Regions from separate parts of the Sus scrofa genome. Here region 1 is linked to region 2. The links are chromatin contacts, called in public Hi-C maps. All regions are on one chromosome and are shown on one strand. Each heading gives the region's core, a stretch centred on a gene start, on an enhancer-like site or on the middle of the called end of the contact. The rest is flanking DNA. Distances are from core to core; before and after follow the strand shown.

Evidence for each region. A called contact is a pair of places that touch in the nucleus more often than the background predicts.
Region 1: a contact with region 2 is called in a Hi-C map of skeletal muscle, with 2.4 times the contacts expected there. The contact joins the enhancer-like site here to the promoter of RNF24 in region 2. A contact is called at or near these places in 2 of 5 promoter capture datasets (fetal liver and liver), 9 of 47 Hi-C or Micro-C datasets (alveolar macrophages, blood, embryonic fibroblasts and 3 more) and 2 of 2 datasets of contacts at active chromatin or transcription factors (alveolar macrophages and skeletal muscle).

The regions. Positions count from the first base shown.
Region 1 is chr17:31,800,940-31,806,199 of Sscrofa11.1, reverse strand. It overlaps PANK2 (pantothenate kinase 2, mitochondrial), which reads left to right. Exons shown (of 7, transcript XM_021078060.1): 7 at 3,241-5,260. The coding sequence ends at 3,291. Among named protein-coding and RNA genes, the nearest start is that of MIR103-2, 5.3 kb to the left of the region's middle. Within about 2 kb of position 1,964, at least 11 of the 83 cell types and tissues checked have an H3K27ac peak or open chromatin away from gene starts, as enhancers often do. A contact at or near this core is called in skeletal muscle, where this site is marked.
Region 2 is chr17:31,703,994-31,709,599 of Sscrofa11.1, reverse strand. It overlaps RNF24 (RING finger protein 24), which reads right to left and starts at 4,245. Exons shown (of 6, transcript XM_021078063.1): 1 at 4,080-4,245.

The DNA.
Region 1 (5,260 bases), core at 715-3,214, 99 kb before region 2:
GCCGCTCTCGCGGCATATGGAGGGTTCCCAGGCTAGGGGTCGAATCGGAGCTGTAGCCGCCGGCCTATACCAGAGCCACAGCAACGAGGGATCCGAGCTGCGTCTGTGACTTACACCACAGCTCACGGCAACGCCGGATCGTTAACCCACTGAGCGAGGCCAGGGATCAAACCTGCAACCTCATGGTTCCTAGTCGGATTCGTTAACCACTGCGCCACAACGGGAACTCCCTTTTTTTTCATTTTTTGATGTCAGTTTTTATGTATTGGTAATTCATGAGTCAGTTAAGATGTGTGTTCTAAAAACAAATCAGTAAAATCGCTAAAAAAAGAATTCCAGGATTAGAGCCACACTGTCATTAAGAACTTAATGCATAGACTGTGTGGGGAAGAATCATCGAATTGTTCATCCTGTTGTCCTGTTTTGAAACTGCCTTTCTGTTTTGCAGTTTGAGGAACAGTAGCATCAGGGGTGTGGAAGGGGACCTCTTCCTCCCCTTGGTTGTGGGGCAGCCCGACTCGTGTTGTTGGGTTGTAGATAAGTGTTATGAACATTTTTTAGAATTGTATGTGCATATATATGTATATATTTTTGGCTGCACTCCACAGCATGTATATGTTCCTGGGCTAGGGATTGAACCTGCACTGCAGCTGGATCCTTAACCTGCTGTGCCACAAGGGAACTCCTAAATCAAAGTAGGATTTGAAGTGATATATAAAGAGGTTGCTTTTTCTTTTAAAGTTACTGTGTTTTTCCTTTTTTTTTTTTTTTTTTTTTCTCTTTTTGCCATTTCTTTGTGCCGCTTCCGCGGCATATGGAGGTTCCCAGGCTAGGGGTCTAATCAGAGCTGTAGCCACTAGCCTACGCCAGAGCCACAGCAACGCAGGATCCGAGCCGCGTCTGCAACCTACACCACAGCTCACGGCGACGCCGGATCGTTAACCCATTGAGCAAGGGCAGGGACCGAACCCGCAACCTCATGGTTTCTAGTTGGATTCATTAACCACTGCGCCACGACGGGAACTCCTGCTTTTCCTTTTTAAGTTGCTTAAGTTCATAGGTAAAACCCAGAGTGCATGATTTCCCATATCAGAAAGCTTCAAAGTTTGTCATCTAACTTTGTTTTTACTTTTAATGTTATTATGTTAGTAAATCGGTACTGAATTATTTTTGTTTCTTGTACCTTTTATCTACATCTCGTTTTTTGTAATCTCTGACCTGTTTTATTTTGCTTAATGTTAGAATAAAAGGAGACCCTGTGTAATGTTATATCTTAGTGTAACTTGCCTCTGGCTGAGTTTCTAGCTCTTGTTGAGGTTTCTAGGCAGAATGTGGAGGTGAGTTTCTTAGGTTAACTTTTTTTTTTTTTTAACTTAGATTTTTTTCACATCTTAATAATTACTATGACACGAACCTTTTAGGGAATTTTGTTTCTCAGTTTTCGCTCTTTCTGTCTGCTGACTTCATTTTCCTCTTTGGTTGGCTCTGTTGGCTCTGTTTGTCTCCGATTTGCATTTACATCTAGGCCCCTGGCTCTGGTGTCGGGGACTTGTGGAAGCCTGCTTATTTTAGGCTCTCTGAGTCATGAAGCATTCTCTTGCCTGCACACTGGGGTCAGTGTGACTGTTGTCGTGAAAGCTTTGTATAGATTCTTCTCAGGCCTTTCTCTTTCATTCTCTGCTGTTCTCGTCTTACACGTCTTGGTTTGTAACAACCTCTCTCAGTCCTGTCTTTTACCAGATAATAGGTTCTGGGTCTGCAGAGCAACTCAGTATAATGGTTAACTCTGTCTCTTCTTCTTTTTTTTTTTTTTTTTGTTCTCAAATAGAACACAGATATAGAAAAGCACATAATGTGTAGAGGTAACTGTTGAATTCTGTCCTCTGGCTGTGACTGAGGGTCTCTGGGTGCCGCCAAGTCTTACCCAGCTGCGTCCCTCCTGCAGTTTCTGACTTCCTTTCACAACACATCCGTGTGGCTGCTTGTTTTTAAAACCAGGAAATCGAGGGAAAGAGCAGGCTTCAGCCTCTGTTGTGTGGCCACATGTTATTTGGAGAAGCTTTTCTTGTAAAATAGACTGGGCTTTGGTTATTTCTGTTCTTTTAGAGACTTCTCGTACGTTCTTCAAACCCACAAGCAAGTCTTTCAGGATCGTCCCGTGTTCCTTTTTCAGTCATTTCTCTTTAAAGTACTTGACTGTCTGATCTCATCCTATGGAGACCTTGATGGATTTTGTGTCATTGAAATCAACTATACTAGGAAAAAAAACTTACGGAAAAAAAAAAAAGATTTTGTATCATTGTTTGATTATTCTGATTCCTATTGGCATTCTCTTTCTGCCAGTATGGGTTTTGTCTCATGTTCTTTTGTATTTAACCCTTGTTTTGGTTTCAGTTTGGGTTGTCAGGTCTTGGTTGTACTGGACCTCGACTGCTTTTGCTGCAGCAGATGGTCCGGCATGGTCTTCCTTCAGCTGCTGCTTCTCTGTCTCACCCTCGGCCCTCCCCTCAGGTGCTTCTGTTGTTCTTCCCCGCTCTCTGCAAGCTGCCTTAGGACGCTCTTGTCCTCTGCTGCCCTGAGCGCTGCCCAGCTCCAGCCACCCGGTGACTCCCTGGGTGTGGCTGCGTGGCTGCCCGGCCACCCCAGCCTTGCCCGTGCTCTGTGGAGCCCCCTTTGTGGCTTTCTGCATCTCTCGCTCATGTGTCCTTGTTCTCAGGGGTGGTGTCAGCGGGTGTGTGGGAGGGGCCTCAGCCTCCCTGCCACCTTCATTCCCTTCTTTACATGAGTCTTGAATTCATCCTACCCGCTTCCTGCTCCCCTTTCCACCTGCAGCCCAGCCACGCCCTCACCCTCCATGAGCTGCCCCCACTTCTCCTGCTTCCTTACACTTCATCTCATCTTCCTTGGTTCTGGAGTTTACTGCAAATGCTCCAGGTCCCTGCTGCTTCTCACCCAGAACACAGCGCAGGCCCTGTCTCTTACAGACGGGGCCCCTGCGGGCCTCGTAGCTTGTGGGGCCCCCACTGTGGGTTCTGGTCTGACGCGACAGGGTCCTCCCGGGCCTGGGCACTCCTCAGAGCTTCTCTGCTCCAGGCTGGCCTTGAGCTTAGCAAAGTGGGCCTCAGGAAACTGGTGTCAGGAGTTAAGGGCTGTGTTGGCTTTAATCATATTGATAGTAATTTAAATAAATCTAAGGAGAATTGCTCTTATTTTTCTTTTCTTTCTTTTTTTTTTTTTCAGGGTTATTTTGGAGCTGTTGGAGCCCTTCTTGAGCTGTTGAAGATACCCTGATACCTGGGGAGAGGTTCCTGGAACTTTCCACAATGGGATCTGTGGACTTGTTTTTTTTTAAGAGACTCATTCAGTTTTATGATTGTGTGCTACCTGAATCAGAGCGAGAAAGGACGAGTGTATTTTTCTAAGTCATCAAGATAAATCCTTAAAAATTCAGTCTAAACTAATAACCAGTAAGGAAAGATATATATTAAAAAAAAAGTGGACCATGTCCATGTTGGCGAGGATTCATTGTATTTAATTGCTCTTCACTGTAGCTTTGTTCAACGTGCTGTGTTAGTTTAAAATTCAGCATCACTCAGTGGAGCTGCTTCAGAGGAGACCTGTTCTGTGTTCTACCGCCTGTGACTTTGTGTCCCATTGAAGTCGCTAAATGTAAGGAAGCTACTTTGTATTATAATCTAATCACAAATTTGTTAATATGGCTTTGGAGATCATCTTCTGTGCGGTAACTGTCATGTGCGTTTAGCCTTTTGTGAACATGTTGAGAAACGTGTTTCAAGGTTCTGCAGACTTACTGAGCAGGTTAATTCTGTGCCTGTACTGTTAACAGTTAAGCATCTTTGGGGAGTGCAGTTCCAGGTTGTTTATGCCATAGATCCCGGGAAGGTCTGTTAGGGAGGACAGGACTTCTGTCCGGGCAGAATGTCCTTGGATAGCGGGAGGGGTTGAATTGACATGGTGAAAGTTTAGCTGGCAGAAAACACGCATCTGGAAGACTAAAAGCAGACAGAGCTGCTGGTATCAACGTCTTTTTAAGGAACGGGGTGCGGTTACTTCAGGTCAGTTGAGGTGTTCCTGTGGGGAGCAGGGTGCGGCTCTCCTGCCTTCCTCTCCCACCCCCTGCCTTGTGCTTGTCGGAAACTGCCTGGCAGGCTGGCTCAGTTGCCTGGTGGGGATGCTGCCTGTGAGAGGCTCAAAAGGCTGTGTGAGGAGAGACAGGATTCTAGACGGAGTCTTGGTAGAGGTTGACTGAACCTTTTCCTTCTGCTGTGCAGAATAATTTTAAAAACCGTCTCCTTGCAGAGGGAGCAACATTTGTATCTTATTTTTTGTAATTGGTGCCTGTATCCCTGTTGAAGGCTGTGAAGATTCTGTATAAAGCAGCCTCTGGACTAGAAGGAAACACCAAGGCTCTGTGGCCTCTTTGCGCCCCTTGGTTTCAGGGGAGGAGAATGGCCTGGGAGGGACCTGACATGGGAGGCAAGGTCCCAGGGGACGGAGAGGTGCAGGAGGGTGGGGCTGGGTGGCTGAAGGGGGAGAGGCTTGTCTGTTGTCAGAGCCATGGTCCCTTCACCTGCAGGAAGGGCAGAGCAGGGGGACGGTGTGTGTGTGGGGGTGGTGGTGGTGTCAGCCTAATGCCATTTGGATCCTGGATGGCCACTTTTGCACACTTTGCTAGGCACGTGGGAGTTGTAGGTGCTGCGGGCTGGTGCAGGCCGTGGAGCTGGAGGGATGCTGCGGGGATGGGAATTGCAGGCCCTGGTGTGATTGACCTCTGCTGCTGTCCCTCCTGGGCCTCAGTCTAAGCCACCTCCAGTCCTGTCCCTCTGTCCTCACTGGCTGCTTCCAGCCATGTGCCTGGAGGCCCCACCTTACTCCCACAGCCCCCAGAGTCAGCGCCACCACCCACCTCCTGCCCTACGCCCTCCTCCCCACTTCGTCTGGGCAGAGCACTGACCTTTGGAGAAAGGAGGGACCCCGAGGAGCCCACTGCCAGGGGAGACCCAGGCCGGCCTCCAAGGCCTCGTAGGGTCCCGCCTGCTCTTCCCCGCCACCTGCACTTAACTGTGCTTGTGAGGCTGTGCCAGTGCTTTTCGTGGGTCATCTCATGAAATCTTTGTCATCCCCGCAACTTAGCAGAGGACACCTGCCTAAAGTCACATAGCTGGAAGCTTTCCTCTTGTGCCTTTCACCTCCAGGGATCTACCACTTGCTGCTCTGTGACTTCACTTTGTGCCTTGTG
Region 2 (5,606 bases), core at 2,996-5,495:
TTCAACCCAAGTAAACCACCATTCAAGTGTGAGGGTAAAATGCAGACATTTTCAGACAAGCAACTTCTGAACCCAGGAAAGAATTTCAGTTTATAAGAGCCCTTTCTCAAGAAGCTACTAAGAATAAGAAAGACACAGGAACCAGGAAATTAAGGACCCAATACAGGAAGAAGGCAAAGGGAATTCTCAAGATGATTTTTTTTTTTTTTTAAAAAAGCGAAGTCCTCTCATACAGCTAGGAAAAAGAAGTGAGGCAGGGAGTTCCCGTCGTGGCGCAGTGGAAACAAATCCAACTAGGAACCATGAGGTTGCGCGTTTGATCCCTGGCCTCACTCAGTGGGTTAAGGATCTGGTGTTGCAGCTGTAGCTTCTATTGGACCCCTAGCCTGGGAACCTCCATGTGCCGCAACTATGGTCCTAAAAAGCAAAAAAAAAAAAAGTGAAGGAGAGCTTATCTGAAAATTTTGAAAGATAATCAGTTCTGTCATAGAATTTGAGGATGAATTTGTGACTGTTGCTAAGAAAACTAAGCAAATGAAAACCAAACAAAAGTGGCAATTAACTCAGGAGAAACAAAAGTTGTACAAGAAAGAAAATGTATGTATCTTTCTTTTTCTTTTTTTGTCTTTTTAGGGTCCAACCTGCAGCATATGGAAGTTCACAGGTTAGGGGTCAAATTGGAGCTATAGCTGCTGGCCTATGCCACAGCCACAGGAATGCTAGATCTAAGCTGCACCTGCGTTCCTACACCACAGCTCACAGCTTGCCAGAGACTTAACCCACTGAATAAGGCCAACTATTGAACAGGCATCCTCATGGATACTAGTCGGGTTGGTTACCACTGAACCACAAAGGGAACTCCATGTAATATGTCTTACATGGCTCATCTGTGAATTACAGGTACACTCTAATAGTCATATAAATACTGACCTAACTAGGAACTGTAAAGTATAGATATGAATATGGAGGATGGAAGGATGGTTGTGTGGGACAACCAAGTCCTCAACTTCCAAAATAGAACTCAAAAGATAATATCCAAAGATGGAAAAATCAAGAAATAGCAGTTTAAACATTAAAAATGAAATAAATATAAAGGTAAACAACAGAAAGAACTGCTAAGAGTTGAAAATGATTGAACCATATGAAACCAATGATTTTTGACTATTCCTGAATCTAAAAAATGGGGATTTCATATAGTTTAAGATGCGAATACATTATAATATTACCTTATCACTGATTTTAGAATAAACTAACATCTGAAACAGAAAGCAATTATTATTATTTTTTCTTTTTAGGGCCTCACCTGTGGCATATTTAAGTTTCTGGGCTAGGGGTTAAATTGGAACTGCAGCTGTCAGCCTACACCACAGCCATGGCAACATTGGGATCTGAGCCTGCATCTGTGACCTAAGCCAAAGCTTGCGTCGATGCTGGATCCTTAACCCACTGAGTGAGGCCAGGGCTCGAACCTGCATTCTCATGGAGATGATGCCAGATTCTTAACTTGCTGAGCCACAACGGGACCTCCAGAAAGCAATTATTGATAGAAAATGCTAGGAGGATAATGTATCCCAGTTTGGGTAACAAAATGTCATCATATATACCATTACCATCACTAACACAACAATATTAGTCTTTCTAATGAACATAAAGATTATATTCATTACTAAAACATAATTTAAAATAACAACCTATTTTGTCGACATAGATATATTATTTTAGAATTTTTCTTCAGTCATCATACTACAAAAATGCTAAACTATAGGTTGGTAAAGATTTTGATTAACAGAATGCTGAATAACAAGGCCAAGATGTTTTTAGTTTCCTTTGTTGATACAAACAATAGCAAAGTCACTCTTGCAAAACTAAAGTTCCACAATATTGTGGTACTTTGCAAGCCTATTTCAGTGATAATTCCGGTTATACTACTCTGTTTATCTAAGACTTCCCCTTATGATTTGTTTTGAGGGGATTCCTAAAAAAAGAAAAGAAAAAAATCTAAGCAAGCAGTTTATAAATCACTGGGGTTGTTTCAATATTAGTGACACTACTTTATGTAGTTAATGAAGGCCTCACTTTTTAAAGGTATAAGTTCATTTATATTAAAAGTTTATTTAGATCTTACATCATAAAACCAAAATTCCAAATTGAAAAATCGTCTTTCATTAATTTTAACTTTTTTTAAAAGAATTTCACCGTGCTAACATAAGGTAAGATTTTAACCAAGAAAAATGGATCCTGTTCCAACCAATGGAAAATTTCCCCTTCAAATTAAAAGCAAATGTTTTTTTTCAGAGGGAACATACACAAACAGATGCTGCGGAAGCCTGCTTCATTTAGATTTCATTTTGCACTGAAAACTACCAGGAATTAAAATACATGTGATTAAAATATAATCTTAAAGAGAATCTTAAAACTGAATCAGTTCAATTAGGCATATCATCTAATGAGTTCCTTTTAATTTTTTTTAATTGCTGCTATTTTTGAATCAAAAGATCATAATAAAAATGCTTTGGAGGTATGTTTCTTACATTAACTGAGTTTAGCTAATTTCCTGTCACTCTGTAAAATAATAACGGTAATAAAGAAACTGAAAATGCAACCCACTATCTTCTAAAACTTACAAAATCTGGTTTAAGAAGAGAAAAAGATCCAAGTGAAATAGCAAGGAACAGCTGTGGTATTACAATTGCTTCTTTTTAATTGGTTCACATCAGCTGTGACTCCTCATAACTTCACCTAGACAACAAAGTCAGTTCCACAGAGCCTAAGTATGTGGGAACCTGCAGAGCTTCCTCTTTTCTCTGGGGATGAGGACAATGATAAAAGGTGTTCTGTTTTCCAGCAGTCCTGTAAGAGGAGCCATTGAGCTGGGCTGCATAACCAGACAACAACACAGGGAAATTCAGATCAAAGCAAGGGTGCATGCCAGGGTAATACGCAATAAAACCCTTTGCCAAAGCATTAAGGGGGAAAAAAAAAAAGGCAAAGAGGTGAAGAGAACCTGCTGGACTACGTTCTTATTAACATTGAGAGGCAGGAAGAAACAAAATCTGCCTTACAGAGAAGCAGAGAAAACAGTGTCATAGATATGTTGGAGTATTTCTATAGACCAGTATGACTATATAGACATATTACCAATGAACTAAAAAGTGCATTTTAGTTAACTGGTAATGTAGGGTAGTTTCATGTACATATATATGAGTATATGACCACTGACTAAACCCCAAAACCAAGTGTTCTAGATAAACAGATATGAGACTAGAGGCATATTTTCAATTAACCCACTGCTTTTACAGTAAGAAACAAAGAAATACTATTTGAAAAAACAGCAGAGGCAGAACGAGGTGACGATCTGATGGAGTAATACATCTTTTTTCCTCATACCCTTTTTAATGATCTCTGATTCTCTCATTTCATAGGTGACACACACACCATTACGTCTCCGGAAACAAAGGAGGGTCTTTAATTCTCCGGCCTGAGGACGCACACACGCCCCCTACTCACAGACAGGCCCGCACCTGACTTTCATTAAATGAGTTAGCCGAGGCGAGAGGTCTTACCCCAGACCACAGTTTACACACAGTGACAAATGGGCACGAGACAAACGCCACAAAGAAAGGGGAGGAGCAGATGGGGACCAGGAAAACACTGCCACGCCGCACCCCCCACGGCGCGTTCCCATCGCCAAAACGCAGGCAGCCGTCCTAGCCAACCTCGTCCTCCCTGCTCATCCTAGGAGCCTCCCACGCCCGGGGACCCGACGCCGGGCACTGGCTAGGAGGGCGTTCGGGGTGCCCCGCACCGTCCCTCTGTGACCTCCCGGGGACAGCCCCGCGCCTCCCTTTGTGCGTGACCCACCCTCCGGATCGGGGCGGACCCTCCTCCGCGTCCCTCCCGACCTGGGGCAGCTGTCCCACCCCTCCCAGCTCCCCGCGGAGGCGCCAGGAGTGTGAGTGGGGGAGGCTGGAGTGGGCCCACGGTCTCCTCAGCATCCCGAACCTGGACCCGCCCGGTCCACTAAGCCCCAGACTGGGGGTGACGACCCTCGGCGCCCCCGCCCTTGCTTGCTCACTTACTCTGTCGTGCCCGCGGCGTCGGCGGCGGCGGCGGCGGCGGCGAGCGTGGCAGGACCGTCAGCGTCTGGAGGCTAGCGGCTGGCGTCTGCCGGGACCTAGCGCGGCTGAGGTGGCAGCGGCGGACTGCGCGCAGCGGCCCCGGCGAGGGGCGGGCCCGGTGGGGGAGGGGCGGCACCGCGCCTCTCATTCATGCAGCGGGGGCGGGGTGAGGGACCCGGATGCCCGGGCAGCCCCGCCCACCTCCCTGAGATCGTCCTGACTTCAGAGTCCGCAGTGCGCAGGCGCGGAGCGCGGTGGCCAGTCCTCGCTCCGCCCGTTGGGGTTGTCCCAGGGCGGAGCTGTCTTCCTCCGCCTGTGTTTAGTATTTTTTCTTGTCCTATAAGCATTTTTTAAAGGGAAAGCTTGGAACGCTACCTCTTTCCTAGCACCCAGACTGCCAGCATTCCGGGTCACAGGAGTCCGATAGATAAGGTGCACATTGCCTCTTTCCTCCATCTGTGTCACCTGCAGCAGATCCTCTCAGACTTCTGATACCCAGAATCTGCCCAAATAGTGGAGAGGAGTGTGTGCAAGAAAGAGTGCATTACTTTATTTATGTGCATCGACCAGGCCCCAGCTCCCATTCCATGGAGCAGGCCAGGAATTGACCTTTGTTTTGAGGAAATCTCAGCCCTTTCTGTAATAAGAAGGTTTAGGGTTTATCTAATGAATCTCCAAAGATCAAGTGGAGGCCCCTTGTCTTTGGCAGGCAGTGTGTTCTGCAGAGACACTCTCCTGTTCCCAGCCCCTTGGTTCTGCTACTCGTGGGCCACAGAACTCTTCGGGGGCTGCTGGGAGTCTCTGAGGCTCTTCGGCTGAGTGTGTGGGCCCTGTAGCTCAGGGAAATTACAGAGACAATTGCCCCACTTTGTTTCAGTCCCTAAATCACCCCTTGAGAGTCTCCTTTCTTCTCCTACCCTCCAAGCCCCCTCACACAAACCATAAACAGCTCAGGGGCTTAATTTTGGGAAGCAAAATAATAGTAGAAAGCGCCTGTAGGCAAGTTCCTTCTTCTTTGGCAAACAATAAATATCCAAGGTAAGGGGGGAAGTAAAGACTAACATCAACGAACATCTCAAGAAGTTCTGTAAGGTAAGAGATGGGTGGAAGCATGGGTAGAGAGAGAGTGGCAAAAGAAAGAGTGCTTATCAACAACCTATCCCTCACCCCCTGTCACTGAAGCCTGTGTCAGGGGTCCTTTTCCCTTCTCTCCCTCCCTTCCTAGCTCAACTGGACCAGTTGCCAGGAGGATCTGCTACCTCTCACTGTTTAAATCAGTCCTCCTCAACTCTCTCTAGCTCTACTGCTGAAGTCTCAATACATTCTTATGCAAGTCAATTCTCATGATATGCAAATCTGCCCATGTTGCTGTCTTTTTCTCTTTCTCTGCCCAGTGGCACTTTAGCACTTCTTTTCTAGCCATTTCCAGAACAGCATCAGAGTGTCTCGCCTTCAGTGCCTGGTGTTCCTGCTTTTCCCTTGATTAGA